2 separate regions of the Mus musculus genome follow, and region 1 is linked to region 2. Evidence: chromatin contacts called from public Hi-C data. All regions are on one chromosome and are shown on one strand. Each heading gives the region's core, a stretch centred on a gene start, on an enhancer-like site or on the middle of the called end of the contact. The rest is flanking DNA. Distances are from core to core; before and after follow the strand shown.

The links. Hi-C and Micro-C count contacts between places; a contact is called where the count stands out from the background.
Region 1: a Hi-C map of cortical neurons shows a contact between it and region 2, with 2.6 times the contacts expected there. The contact joins the promoter of Gabrb1 here to the enhancer-like site in region 2. A contact is called at or near these places in 3 of 484 Hi-C or Micro-C datasets (cerebral cortex, cortical neurons and forebrain) and 1 of 9 other capture datasets (pancreatic islet).

The regions. Positions count from the first base shown.
Region 1 is chr5:71,698,529-71,701,900 of GRCm38.p6, reverse strand. Gabrb1 (gamma-aminobutyric acid (GABA) A receptor, subunit beta 1) reads right to left here and starts at 1,969. Exons shown (of 9, transcript NM_008069.5): 1 at 1,806-1,969; 2 at 1,521-1,612; 3 at 1,029-1,096. The coding sequence starts at 1,885. It overlaps Gm38562 (a long non-coding RNA gene), which reads left to right and starts at 193. Exons shown (of 4, transcript XR_868471.1): 1 at 193-230; 2 at 327-525; 3 at 2,616-2,709.
Region 2 is chr5:71,607,403-71,610,741 of GRCm38.p6, reverse strand. The region is part of intron 8 of Gabra4 (gamma-aminobutyric acid (GABA) A receptor, subunit alpha 4); the gene reads left to right. Among named protein-coding and RNA genes, the nearest start is that of Gabra4, 49 kb to the left of the region's middle. Within about 2 kb of position 1,786, at least 6 of the 459 cell types and tissues checked have an H3K27ac peak or open chromatin away from gene starts, as enhancers often do. A contact at or near this core is called in cortical neurons, where this site is marked.

The DNA.
Region 1 (3,372 bases), core at 720-3,219, 91 kb before region 2:
AAAGCAACAGGCAATTCCTTCCCTGGGAACTCTCACAATTAGAAAAGGGCTTCTCAGGGTGAATGGAAACAACCAACAACACAAGAGGCTGCTCTGACTTGAATCCCTTTTACCACAGCCCCAGAGAAAAGAAGTGCTATGAAGACGGGGGGGGGGGGGGGGGGGGGAGGAAAAGAGGGAGGGAGGGAGGAAGGGAGGGAAGGAGGAAGGGAAGAAGGGAGAGAAGGATGGTAAAGTGTAGATCCCTTAAAATTAATGACTAAAATAAACCAGCCCTCCCCCACCTCAGTCCTATTAATCATCAGATCTCTATTTTTTCTGCCCAGATTTCTAGACGAAAGCCAAGTCATATGACTCGCCGATTCTCCTCCAACTTAAAACTTTCAAGCTGCAGGAAGACAAACACATGAACCCTTGCATGGGTCCAGAATGCCTAGAAGCAAGCTTGGGCACTTCTGCTGTTAGCAATCCTGAACTGTTCATCTCAGCCTGTTGCTCTTGCCACACACTGCGCTGGATTCTGTGGTAGGGAGGGGACACTCGCGAGCCCAGCCAGCCTGGTGGCTGAGATGGGTGGGTTGGGGCTTTCAGGCTGCTCAGCTGTGGAGATTTTGGGGCTCTTGTCTGGCCACAGCTGGCTGCGAACCCCTGGTCCGGGGGAACCCACTGTACACCACTTGGCCGCCGGCAGATGGTGCCCTGCACAGCCCGACAGTCGGGGAGACCCGGCTAAAGTAAGGCTCAGACTCCGCCCCAGCCAATCCACCGGCGCAACAGTCCCCCTTCCTTCCCAAAATAGTGCGGAGTACGTCTCCTTCGGAGCACTGCGGTAGCCTGTGTGTGTGTCGAAAATACAAACTGTGGGGCGACCGACAGTGTGTGTACTGGAGTGGGGCGTACGCGCGGAGTGGGGACCCTGGGGACCAGGGCCGAGGTGACCACCAATGAAAAGCAGAGGACGGGGAACTGGTTCATTTCTCATCTGCGTAAGCTCGGCCGGCCGCCGAGCCCTTGGGGAGGCCACTCACCATATTCACTTCCGAGACCATGTCTATGCTGGCGACATCGATCCGCATCCCGACGTCCACCGGGGGCCCTGCCAGGGAGGTGGACCACAGCAAAGACAGTCTTTGAGTGGCAGGGAGCTGAGGGGACATTGGGGGCTTCCCAGATCTTATTACAGACTAAGCAGGCTCCCTCCCTACCCCTTTCCTGTTGTAGGGGACAGCGGGAGAAAACAGGTGTGGGCACACGCGTGATGCAGTGACAGTGCAGAGGGTGTGTCGGCTTGAAGAGAGGGACAGCTCAGCCTGAGGATACGTCCACCTGAGATTGGGGATAGTGCGTGGTGTGTGTGTGTGTGTGTGTGTGTGTGTGTGTGTGTGTGTGTGTGTGTGCGCGCAGGGCGTAGTATTGCACGTTTACAGGAACGGTAAAATGGGGAAGGAGGCATTATATCTGACAGAAAAGGTGAACTAGGGATGGGTAACAGGTTGAAAAAAAAAATGAAGAAGCATTACCTCCAAAGTCCGGCCGCAAGCGAATGTCATATCCTTTGAGCAGTCGGTCCACTGTCTCTTTCACGTATGACATGTTGCTGGGTTCATTGGAGCTGAAGGGAAGAAGTAGGGACCGTATTCAGAAAGATCACAAACTGAAAACAGACATAAAAAAAGATCCAGGCACACCTACCCCCAAATAACAAGATACATGATCCAGCAGGCACGGGAAAATAAAAAATAAAAGAAGAAGAAGAAAATCACCAAGGAAAAAAAAAGAGAGAGAGATTGAAGCAGGCAGCTCACCTGTGTGCACAACAAACCATAGCAACCATCACGGGAAAAGAGAGAAGCCCCAAACTCTCTCGATTTTGTACTGTCCACATTCCTAACTCTGATGAAAGAATTGTCTTTTCTGCGAAGATTCAAGGAATGCAACTTAGTCGGCGGCTGGGCAGTAATTCCCGAATGGACCTGCGCATGCGCAGAGGGTACTCACTACCAAAAGACACCTTGTGCCTTGCAAACAATATTCCTAGTGGAACAGGCAACAGATTTCAATCCCTTTAAAGTTCCTGTCTGAGGTGCTCCGCGTTCTCTGGGTAGTCGAATACAACCTGCTGTCTCTATGCAAAGGAGCCAACGTGCCTGTGTGTGTGTGTGTGTGCCCAGTTTTCCTGAGCTGTGGTTTGCTGTGTTCCTTTCCCTCCTGTCCTAAGCTTGAATTTTTTTCTTTTTCCTTTTCTTTTCCTTCTTTCTTTTCTTTTCCTTCTTTTTTTTTTCTTTTTTAAAACAGGGCTTTCAATGATCTGGCTAAGGCTGTCTGGCATCTTTTGTTGACAGTTATAGAGGTCCTAGAACAAGAAGTCTGGAGATGGTTCTCTGGTTGTCTGTAGAAAAGATGGGGAGGGTGCTGGGGAGGGGAGTGGGCAGAGACTGCCCGGCCGGCCGGCCCGGAAAAGGAGTTTGGGGGTGGGGAGGAGGAAACACAGGGAGGGTTTGGGAGTCTTGTCCTCTCTTCGGAGGTTATGAAGACAGCTGCTTGCTTGTGGAATTGGAGGGGGGGGGGGGGGAGGAGAGAACTGACTAACTTTTAAATGTATGCTTTTCCTTTAGCTCCCATCTCCATCAGTCCACTTGGAATGGGAAGTGAAGAGAAGAAGAATGAAGCAACCCTGGCAATCAATCTTTTTTTCCAGGACCTTTGCTGGTAAATCTTGTAGGTTTTAGTCGCCCAAGCTTTTTGCTTATAACTGTCAGTGTGCTAGCTCCTGTTCTTAATCCCTAAATTGAACACTGAACATCCTCAGTCTAATATGCCTTATGCAGCCCGGGAAAAGCCAATCTTCTTTCAAATAAAGGGAAGTTAGGAAATGCAATTCAGTACATATCACTAAAAAACATGTTAGGTGGTTGGAGATTCTGGGATGGATTCATGCCCTTTGTTAAATAGCATATATCAAGTCTTCATTTGATACTAGGTATTCTGAAACTTAGAGTAAACTTTTCACAAACCCCTTACAAAGATAAGCAAAAAGAAATCACTTCTTCCTGATATTGTCTGTGTAAACTGAAGAATTATTACCAAACCAAGAAGCACTAAAAATTACCTTAGAGGAGAAGAAAAAACAAACAAACAAGCAAACAAAGAACAGAAGACAAAGCTTTTGTCTGGCAAGGAAGGGGAATTCTTCTTGAGGGAGAACAGTATGTACTAAATCTTACAGACTGGAAAAAGTACTTCTATAACTGTATGCAAAAGAGATCCATTGTGGGGGGGGGCGGAGAAAGTGATGGTGGATGATGGGATGTGGAGGAAAGTCGAGGAGATCATTTAGATTCAGGAGACACTGAACATTTAAGTAAGAGTTAA
Region 2 (3,339 bases), core at 537-3,036:
TAATTTTAGGTCATGTTGTGGCTTCTTCCTAAGAATCGCCAAACAGCATGAGATTTTGTCCATATTTCAAGTTTTCTATTGTTGGCTTGACCACATAATTCAGTACTTAGATTTCCATTTTTTTTCTGTTAACTTGTGCAGGTAAACTAGAACATATCTCAATCTGTTTCAATTAAGATGTCTGTTTCACTCCATGCGTCTCAATCTCTGAATTAACGCACTATCTACTCTATAGTCTTTGGCATGGAAGTATTCCATTACATATGACATGTTCAGAGCTGGTTAAATGGAGGATAGTTTTCTTGGGTTATTGAGTCAGCTACAATTAAATATTCAGGTTATATTTTATTCACCCAGACACCAAGTATTCATACTGTTCAACCAGCAATAGAACATCACTTATATTGTACTTTCTGTGTGCCATAGAGTATTTTAAGATATATACAGTCTTCACAGCAGTCCTTTTTATAGATGAGGAAATTGAAATGCCAACAGGTCTAAGTGATTCGCCCAAAGTCACACAGCTGCTTTGTAACAGAGCCAAGATTTAAAGCCAGATACACTGTGTCCAAATATATGTTCTGGTACAGACTGCTGTCCTTTGCTTATAACCCCCTGATGGCCTCCATCCTGCCTCTGCTGCAATACAGTCTCCCACCTCATTTCTGGTTTCTCTGAAAGTTATCTCAATGTTCACATCATTAAAATGTCGATCTTTCTTTAAAATTCTATCCCATTTATAAATAAAATATTGTTTATCATAGTTCAGAAAGGTCGCACTAATGTAATGCACCTTCCCACACTCTAGCTTTGCATGAAATATGGGAAGATTGTTAAAGCCATAACTCATCAATTAATTTGACAGTGAATCTAATAAATCATAGATTAAGTAACCCACAATTTGTTGTGACTTTTGAAATTTTAAACATTAAAAAACAAACTGGAGCAAATACTCTTCTGATCTTTTACTTGAAATACTCTATTTTATATGTATTCATGCATGCAAGAAGGATTATTTATTTCTAACAAACGATCAAGGGAATGTTATGAGAATATACTGACAGAATCGCCATTTGCCCTTACAGAATCTGTGCTATATTGGGTGAAAGAATATAGGTATGTAAAAATGGCAGAGAGAAACAGTTATTCTATAGGAGCTAAGGGCACTTGGAGAAATACACAGAACCTTAGGGTATGGCGGCTGTCAGCAGAATTAAATGGTTAATCTTGCATGGTACTGATATCCAGCAGATGAAAAGACAGCCCAGACATGAAACAGCTCATTACTGTAAATATCATTAGTTGGCTTATGATATTCACAGAGTAGAGGAAGAATCATTTTAGAATTGCCACATAATTTATAAACTATTAGCATGTTGTTAGGGCTTTTATTTCTCAATTTACCACACTACTTTTTGAATGATTTTTGAACAGCTTCTGAGAATTTATCAGGTGCTCAAGAAATACCTCCTTATTGATTTCGTTGCTTATGTTGAACAGATTCTATGAATGGCAGCCCAAGGAAGAGCCACACATTCTCATTGGAAAAATCTATATTAGCTTAAATTAATGCTTATTTGACCTTTCCCCGTCTGTGTCAACAATATGGGTGGACCAACAGTTTCTTTATAAGGTAGAAAAAGAAGCAGATTTAAAGTACACAATGCTTGAAACAAACTTCTCTCAGTGTTTAGATCTATTTTGCAGCAAGTTCTAGCCTGTAAGCTACTGAGTAAAATTATTCATTCCTTCTGGTTTATTTGACTAAGCTGCCAATTTTCTCCTTGCTATTTTGAGGAGCTAATTTTCCCACAACATAATATACATCTCTAAATTTCCAGCTTTCTGCTCAGCCTCAGATGATTTAGCAGTTTCAAGATGCCTCAGTTTGGGTATGACTTATTTCATTTCACTTAAATGAATTAGAGCATATTATGTAAGGAGAAGTCTTTTGTAAAAAAAAAAAAAGTTATTACGTGTTTTGGTTAATTTTCCAATAGTTTTAAGAAGGCAGAACTTTTCACTTAACTAGTTTATGAGTTACTTACTTAATATTTTCTTGTAGCTGATTCCACAAGGCATTTGCCCCACCCAGGTTTTTTGCTTGGTTGGTACCTGATAGCCTTCTTCAGAGGTGCCTTTCATTGTCCTTTTCAGTAATCTTGAATGTCCACTTCTCACATTTGGCCACTTTTGCACTGTCTGTGTGTTCAGATGCTTGGTGCTTTGCTTGAGAATTAACACTTACAAACTGTCAAAGAATTATGGGAACTTTGTGTATACAAAGAATAGAAAGCCAAATTTTAATACAAATGGGTATGTTATTGTCATTAGTTTTTTAAAAAAAAAACTGTGAGTCCATGTGAATAAATGAGGTTGCTCTATTGGATGTATTTTAAAAAGACTATTACCATTAAGACTAGTATTTAGCATAGAACCTAACACTTCAATATTCATTGACCAAATCAATGAATGAAAAAGATGATGGAATCAACTGTAGTCTCTTTAAAATATTAACAATAACAGAAGACTTGGGTCAAAACTATCACAGAAGATTCCAATTAGCCTATTCCAACATTGTCATTTTATTTTGTGTCATTTTGATTTTTGGAACCCACAGAAGGATATGGAATAGCTGAAGGAAAATTAGATGACTCTATTAACAACAAGCAACCTGAATTTTTGTTTTAAACTCTCCTATTGGAAGCAAGTGTTATCCTTGTTCTCCCATTGGATATAGCTTTGAGCTTTATTTTGGAGTGTGTGGGTTATCTGTACTTTCCACCACAGAAGGGAGATGGCTAGGAGGACAGAAAGAGACACTGAATTATTTGGGTTAAGTTATTCCTAGAACACATAGACACTCTCTGTATGAAGTAAGGTCTTGGTGTGGGATCCTCTGAGGGCTGATTTGGAGAGTCTCTGATAAGGCATTGTACTTGGAGGGTGGCCGACGGAGGCCTCTCTGAACCTTATTATTTTTTTTTTCTGAAATAGAAAATAAGGATCTGGCAACCCCAGAGTAACCTGAGAGGTACTTTCCTCCAGCAGCTCTTCAGTGAAGACATGGGGAAGGGCTGTAGGCAGTCAGTGTATAAAGCCAGCTGTGTAGCAGATTGCGGTGCTTCATGTGTCCACGAAGACTGAGCTTGTGGGATTTTGTTTTCCTGGAAAAAGTCTGAGTTTACAGCTTGAAACTATATGGTAACGTCATTATTTGCTGGCCAAGTGGTTAAAAAAATAGGTGGGTGATGATAATCTTTTGAAGTAAAGATGAGGCAGATCTGACTGATAGTTATCTTCCCAGATCCTTAATTGTGACAGTAAAGTAATTAATAA